2 separate regions of the Sus scrofa genome follow, and region 1 is linked to region 2. A link is a contact called in public HiChIP or PLAC-seq data. All regions are on one chromosome and are shown on one strand. The core of a region is the stretch at or near the end of the contact, and the rest is flanking DNA. Distances in the headings are between cores, read along the strand shown. Region 1 holds the start of ACTB (actin, cytoplasmic 1). Region 2 holds the start of TNRC18 (trinucleotide repeat-containing gene 18 protein).

The links. HiChIP or PLAC-seq counts read pairs in DNA pulled down with a chosen protein or histone mark.
Region 1: an H3K27ac HiChIP or PLAC-seq map of skeletal muscle shows a contact between it and region 2. The contact joins the promoter of ACTB here to the promoter of TNRC18 in region 2. A contact is called at or near these places in 1 of 5 promoter capture datasets (liver), 12 of 47 Hi-C or Micro-C datasets (embryonic fibroblasts, fetal heart ventricle, fetal skeletal muscle and 5 more) and 2 of 2 datasets of contacts at active chromatin or transcription factors (alveolar macrophages and skeletal muscle).

The regions. Positions count from the first base shown.
Region 1 is chr3:4,088,707-4,092,014 of Sscrofa11.1, forward strand. ACTB (actin, cytoplasmic 1) reads right to left here and starts at 1,677. Exons shown (of 8, transcript XR_002342206.1): 1 at 1,553-1,677; 2 at 711-839; 3 at 339-578. It overlaps LOC106509620 (a long non-coding RNA gene), which reads left to right and starts at 1,790. Exons shown (of 3, transcript XR_001307289.2): 1 at 1,790-2,203.
Region 2 is chr3:3,993,858-3,997,495 of Sscrofa11.1, forward strand. TNRC18 (trinucleotide repeat-containing gene 18 protein) reads right to left here and starts at 2,341. Exons shown (of 32, transcript XM_021086041.1): 1 at 1,935-2,341; 2 at 1-6. It overlaps LOC110260072 (bcl-2-binding component 3-like), which reads right to left. Exons shown (of 7, transcript XM_021087964.1): 4 at 1,935-2,091; 5 at 1,638-1,683; 6 at 272-350.

The DNA of each region.
Region 1 (3,308 bases), core at 427-2,926, 94 kb after region 2:
CCAGGTCGGGGAGTCACGTCAGACCTACTGTGCACCTACGGGATACACACTCCGAGGCCCCTTTACGGCAGCCTCGTCGGCTTTGTCACACGAGCCAGTGTTAGTACCTATACACCCACAGCACCTTATGCTTTTAACACCTAGTCAGAAAGGCAAACACGAGAAAGACTCCAGCTGGGGAAAAGCAAATAGAACCTGCAGAGTTCCAAAGGAGACTCAGGTCAGAGAAGAAAAGTCCTAGGAAAATGGCAGAAGAAAGAACAAGTGAGAAAGGGCGTGGCAAAGAGGGGCAAGAGAGGAGGGGGCGGCCGCCCGAGAGAGCCCAGTGGGCCACTGACCTGGGTCATCTTCTCACGGTTGGCTTTGGGGTTCAGGGGGGCCTCGGTCAGCAGCACGGGGTGCTCCTCGGGGGCCACACGCAGCTCGTTGTAGAAGGTGTGGTGCCAGATCTTCTCCATGTCGTCCCAGTTGGTGACGATGCCGTGCTCGATGGGGTACTTGAGGGTCAGGATGCCTCTCTTGCTCTGGGCCTCGTCCCCCACGTAGGAGTCCTTCTGGCCCATGCCCACCATCACGCCCTGCGGAAGGAGGGGCGAGGCGCCTTCAGCCCGGGCCCGGCCCCACCGGCCCCCACGCAGAAAGCCTCCCCCTTCCCTCCACCTGCTACCAAGACCCCACCCACCAAGTCAGACCCGAGGGCGGCGCCCTACCTGGTGTCGGGGGCGCCCCACGATGGAGGGGAAGACGGCCCGGGGAGCATCGTCGCCCGCAAAGCCGGCCTTGCACATGCCGGAGCCGTTGTCGACCACGAGCGCAGCAATATCGTCATCCATGGCGAACTGCAGGGGCAGCAGGACCGTGAGCCGGAGGCCGGGTGCGGCCGCCTCCGCCCTACTCACTTCCGGCGCGACGCGCGTTCGAGCCGCCAGGGGGCGCCGGCACGCGCCCAGATTGGGGACAAAGGAAGCCGGCCGGCCGCGTTATTACCATAAAAGGCAAACGCTGGTCGGAGGCGGCCCCGAGGCGCGCGGCAGGAAGCCAGGCCTCCGCCCCCTCCCCACTGGGCGCCAGCCCCGCCCCGCCCAAAAAGCGCCACTCGGCGGGCGCGCGGCGACCACACCCGGGGCGGCCCGTGGCTCCGCGAGGAAGTGCGCGCAGGCGCTCTCGCGCCGCGGCGACCCCACCCCTTCCGGCCGCCCGCCCCGCCCTCGCCTCCTGGGCCTACGGCGCACACGCACGCGCACTGGCGTCCCAGCCCCCACCCGGCTCGGCCACCGCGCCGCGCCCACCCACCCGCCCCGCCGCCCGGCTGCACTGCTCTCCCGCCGGCGGAGCGATCGGCCCGCTCGGACAAAGAATCGCCGCCGCTAGGGCTCCCAAAGAAACACTCTGGGAGCGCTCCCCGAGCGCAGCCCGGGCCCCGAACGAGGAGCGCATGAGTCCATTCCCGGCACCCGGCCGGCTGTCCACGGGGCCGGGGCGGAGGGGGCCACCTGCCCACAAGAGGCACGGGCCCAGCGCATCAGCGGCCCGGCCGGTGCGGGGACCCTACCTGGTAGCGGTGTAGACCGGCGGCGAAGGCGGAGCGGCAAGGGCGAGGGGCCTGTGCTGGCGGAGTGGACGCGGTCTCGGCTGTGGCTGTGCGTCGCGCCGCCGGGTTTTATGGGGCGCAGTCGCGGCGGCTCGAGCCATAAAAGGCAACTTTCGAAACGGCGAGCGCTGATTGGCCCCGCGCCGCTCACTCACCGGCCTCGCCGCACAGTGCAGCATTTTTTTACCCCCTCTCCCCTCCTTTTGCAAAAAAAAAAAAAAAGAAAAAAAAAAAAAAAGAAAGAGGGAGGGAGATGGACTGGCTAGGAGAGAGCGAGAGCGAGATTGAGGAAGAGGAGGGAGAGAGTTTTGGCGTCGGCCGCCCTTGGGTGCTGGGCCCCAACAGTGGGCCGCCGCCCGCCTGAGCAGTGTCGGGTCCGGCCCCGCTTGGCCAGGCCTGCACCCGGCCTGCTGGTCTCCGGGTCTCCCCACCCCGGCACCCTCCGAATGTGGATGCCCCAAAGCAGTGAGCGCCCCTGTGGGCAAGGGTCAGCACGGATGCGAGAGTCCCTGGTTGCTGTGGGTGCATGCTTAAGGAGCAGGTGGGGGAAAGGAGTGATGAGAGAGTCACCCTCCCCTTGGCGACATTAGCTCTGCTGCCCAGAAAGCCTGGGTAAGGGGGGGCCCCGACTGGGGGTGCTGAGCTTGCTAAGTGGGGGTGCTGAGCTTGCTAAGGGGGCACATTACTTAGAGACCGTGGGCTTGAGGGCTATGGTGGGGCATGCTTGAGTCAGGGGACTTGGAGACACGTAGCAGGGGCTTCAGGACTGCAGTCTCTAGGGACAGGACAGGCCCCAGGGGCTGGGGGCTGGAAGTTCCCCGTGAAGAGGGCTCCAGGCCTCCCTTGCTGCAGGCCCAGGAGAGGTGGGCTCCGTAGAGCAGAGAAGCTGTTCCCATGGAGCTGGGCTGCGGCTGAGGCTGCCTGGTCACACCCAGCCAAGGCCAAGCCTGGGCCATTAGCTGGCGACCCAGGCAGCTGCCAAGCACTGCTGGCTGCAGGCAGGCAGGGCCACTGAGCACAGCTCTGGGACCCACCATCCATCGTCTGTCTGTCACGTGCAGCCACAGCTGAACTGCCCTCCTAGACCATCTGGAGGCCACCAAGGACTGGGGAAGGACATTCAATGTGCCAGAGAGGAGTTAGGGGGAGGGGGGTGGGGCAGCAGGGACCAGCTGGGGCCCACTCCTGCCCTGGTCTCTCCACCAAACACGGGGTCAGACCTGGGTGCCCCCGGGTGTTCCCAGTGGTTCCCTGCTCTGGGAACTGCCTGTCCAGCAGGGAGAGCCTGCACCCAGGCGGGGGCCACCAGTGGGCAGTGAGTGGCCGAAGGAAGCCCAGCGGGGCAGCGTGGAGGTGCACCTTCTCCGAGGCCGTGACAAGCTGAATTTTCCCACAAAGGAAACAGGGCAGAGGGGTCCAGGTGGGGGCCCTGGCCTGCCCTCGGGCGTCTGTCTCCAGGTCTGCCTAGGGCTTTGCTACGCATAGTAGGTGCTCCTTGAGTGTGTGTTGAAACCAGCGAAAGATTAGTCCATATATGGGTGTGGAATCTGGCCAGGGAAGAGGCAGCTTGGTCCAGCCCCCTGTGGGAGGCCAGTGGCAGGGCACTTGGAAGGTTGCAGAGGCTACAAACAGGTAGGAAGGGTGACCGTCCCCCAGCGCACAGCAGAGCCTGCAGGCTCAGGGCCACCAGCTAGCATTCCCAGGGAACAACTCCCCC
Region 2 (3,638 bases), core at 1,091-3,590:
AGGCGTCTTGGCGGGGAGCAGCGACGGGCCGCGGAAGAAAGAGAAGGGAAAAGAAAAAAAAGGGAGAGGGGGGGAGAAACAAGTTCAGAAAGTCGTCTTGCCGTGGAGGGTCGGGGGCTGCCGAGGGGGTGGAAAGAAATGCAATGGGCAGTAGCCCCTTTTTACAGAATAAGTAAAATGCCCTGCTCCTTCCTCCGGCGGCTTCAGGTTCACGGGGACCCGGTTTAAAAAGCAGCCGGTGGCTCACGGCGCCTCAGCCCGGACAACTCACAGGTGCTCCCGAAACGGAGCAAGGCCTCTGGGCCGCGCCGGGAGCGCGTCAATACAAACCTCCAGAGTGTGTTGGATTCCTGGGCGTCATAGGCTCCGGGGTTTCAAACCGTGAACCCTTGCCACGAGCAGTTTGAAATGTCTCCCTAAACACGATGTCACTATCTGATCCGTAAAGTTTAATATTTAACCTTTATGGGCCCTCGTCTCCCTTTTCGGAGTTGGGTTCCCCGGAGCTCGACCGGAGCCTGGGAGTTTGTAGTTTTTTCGCGAGCGAGGGTGCTAAGCGGGTTTGTTATTTTTAAGGGGACTCGTCGGCCCTCGCGCCACCCTCCTCGGGCCACTGTGAGTCGCAGAGTCTAAGTCCGAGGACCCGAGACGTGGCATTCTCGCCCGAGGACTGGAAAGAATCCTTCAAAACAAGCCTTAGTTTCATTTTCCAACGCCCTGGCCTGGGAATCCTGCGCCGAGGACGTGGCCTGGCGCGGGGGATCTGGGGGGCGTCAGAAGCGAAGGGAAAGATTCGAGGGTCTCCCTCCGACCCTAGCTTCCCCCACTCCCCCCAAAACAACCTACGAAGAAAACCTTGGCGGCGCGGGCCGACCCAGGGGCGCCTCCCCCAGCGCTGGGCAAATCCCCCTGTAGTTCCCGTTTAAAGCTATTTGTTGAAAAGATTTGCCGTTTGCCGATTCCCGCGGGGGCGGGAGGGGGTCTGGGAGCCAAGGCTGCCCTCGCTCTCCGCCTGCCCGCAGCAGCTCGGATTCCTGATTCCAAGAGGCCGGCCGCTCCTAGAGCCGAGGATCACGCCAAAGCCATCGGCTCCCGGGTGCCCGCCCTGCGCCCCGCGACCAGCGCCCAGCCCCCCGAGCTGCAGACCCCCCCCACCCCGGCCTACTCCAGCCTTCCTCCCCAACTTTCCTAAGGGTGCTTATTTTAACCTGGTTTTGGTTACAAACACCCTCTTCCTCCCTCCCTCCCTTGCTCTCTCCCATCAGGCTCCGGTTACCAGATCCGCGTTTACTTTGGAAAAATCTAAGATCGCCACATCCGAAGATACTGCCTCAAAGAGGCGAGAAGCGTTCCGTGATTTTAAAAAAGAAAAAAAAATGTTCTTTGTGTAGCTTTCTTTTAAAAGCCAGCGCTGCGGGGCATGCCCCGGCGCCCCACTTTGGGGAAGTCGAGGTGAAGCCCCCCGAAACACCCTTGCTCTGGCAGAGAAGCTGGTTTGGCCATCTGCGGGCTCCGCTGCGTTCTCCCTACTTTTCTCCCCCTCTTAAATGCAGTTAAAATGGCTGAATTCCGGCTTTTAATTAAAAACAGCCTATAATCGAAAACGTCTCGGCGTCCCTGGCTCCCCCGCCGCCTACCGGGAACCGAGGAGGGAACCGACGCCCCTCGGCCGAGCTGGGCGGGCTAGAGAAGGGCTGGGCAAGATAGAGAAGAGCTGGGGGCTCAGGTGGGCGTCCGGGGCACAGGGCCTCGCCCCCACCCCTCCCAGGGCGCCCCACTACGCCGGCCCTGACCCCCCGATTGAGTTCTCGAGAGCCGGAGAGCTGTGGGGATCCCCGGCGCAGCCCGAGGGGAAGGAGAGGTGGGGGGCCATCTGGAGAAGTTTGGAGACCACTGCGCCCGGCCAGGGGCGGTCGGGCGACCCGGCGGCGTACCTGGCGCTGCAGGGCTCCCGGCTTCGGGCTCCGGCTCCGGCGACTCTGGCGGCGGCCCCGGCTCCCGGCTCGGCTAGGCTCCCGTGCTGCCCGCCATCCCGCTGCCGCTGCTCCCCTTCGCCACCCGCAGCCGCCTCACACTTTTTGCCCGCCTTTCCTTTTTTTGGTAGAAAACCGCTCCCCAGGCCGAGCGCTCGGCGCGCCAACTCCTCCGCCCTCCCGCGGCCGGGCTCCCGCAGCCCCCGGAAAAGCCAGCTTTCCTCCCGCCGAGCTCCCCGCTTTTTAATAAAATCCAGGTAGCGCCGGTTTAAAGAATCCCAAATCTCCATATACAGCCCGGGATTGGAAAAGGTACATTACACAACCCCCCTTTCAAGTTCCTCTCGCTGGAGCTAAAAAAAAAAAAAAAAAAAAAAGGCGGGGGGGGAGGAGGAGGCTGGGGGAGGGGAGCACTCTCCAGCGAAGAAACACGCATTGTTCCCGGGTGCCCGCCTCCCCCCAAGGCCTGCCTCCGGCCGCCACCCATTGGTCGCGCGCGCCGCCAATCACGCGCATGTAAACACCTTGGCCCCCAGCCATTCCTATAAAACCAATTACGGACCTAGGGGCTCCAGCAGTTTCCAGGCTCCCCTCGGCGGGGTTGAATGATCAAAACTGGTGGTGAGAATTTTTCCGGGCCGTTTCTAGGCAGCCCTCCTCCCCCTCCACCAGCTCTGGGCCCCCCCCTTCCTCCTCCTCCCTTTTCCTCCCCCCCTCCCCAGCGTCTGGGCTGAGTGATCAAAATAGAGGAAGATGGTTGTCGCCGCAATCCAGGGCTTTGCAAGGCGCGGTTTAATGGGCCGCCTGTCAGCTTCCTGCTCGCAGGAGGAGGTGACGGGCCGAGCGGGCCGGGAAGGGCCTGGGGCCTGGCGGGCTGCTGCACCCCGCGCCCAGGCCCCCGGCTCCCCACCTCCCTTGGGGCGCGCCTTCTAGAACGCGCGGTGGAGACGCCAAAACAGACAAGGGCTGCTTTTTCCCTCTCCCCCCCCCACTTTAAAACAAAGCTGCGATTCATTCCCTCTTCCCCTGCAACGCGGTTGGGTGGGATGGGCAGGCGAGAAGGCCGTTTTCCGAGCCCGGGTCTGCGGGTTCCTCCCTGAAACGCGGTGTCAGATGGTTACTGATTAATATTTTGGAAAGGCCACGGCGGCGGGCAGCGGGTGAGTCTCTAATCTTCTAAAAGGGGTTCCTATAGAAACGCGGGCCAGGGCGCGCCCCTTTCTCGGCCCGGCTGCGGAGCTTTCACCGCGCCCCTCCCCAAAGGCTCTCTTTGCGTGGGCGCTCCCCTCCCTTTCTCTCCACCCCCCGCAAAAAAAAAAAAAATCAGAGCAGAAAAAAGGATTAGATCGGCTGAGCGCGAACTGACTCCCTCTCGATTCTGACATTTCAGCCTATTAGCATTTCTCCACGGGGCCTTCTGAAACCTATTAAAGTGTAATATTAAAAACCTCTTGGCTGGGGGCTCTCTCGCCTTCCATCCGCCGCGCCCCCTCCAGGGAGGGCGAGACCGGGAAAAAAAAAAAAAAAATCTGTTGAGCTCAGAGGAAGCAGCAGCCAAGCCCAAAAAGTGCTTGGCTGGCCGCGGCGGCCGGAGGGGGAGGGGAGTCCCAATCCCCCAGACTTTGTACTTTTATTTTGCACTTTCAGCAAAATCCTTTCTGGGCT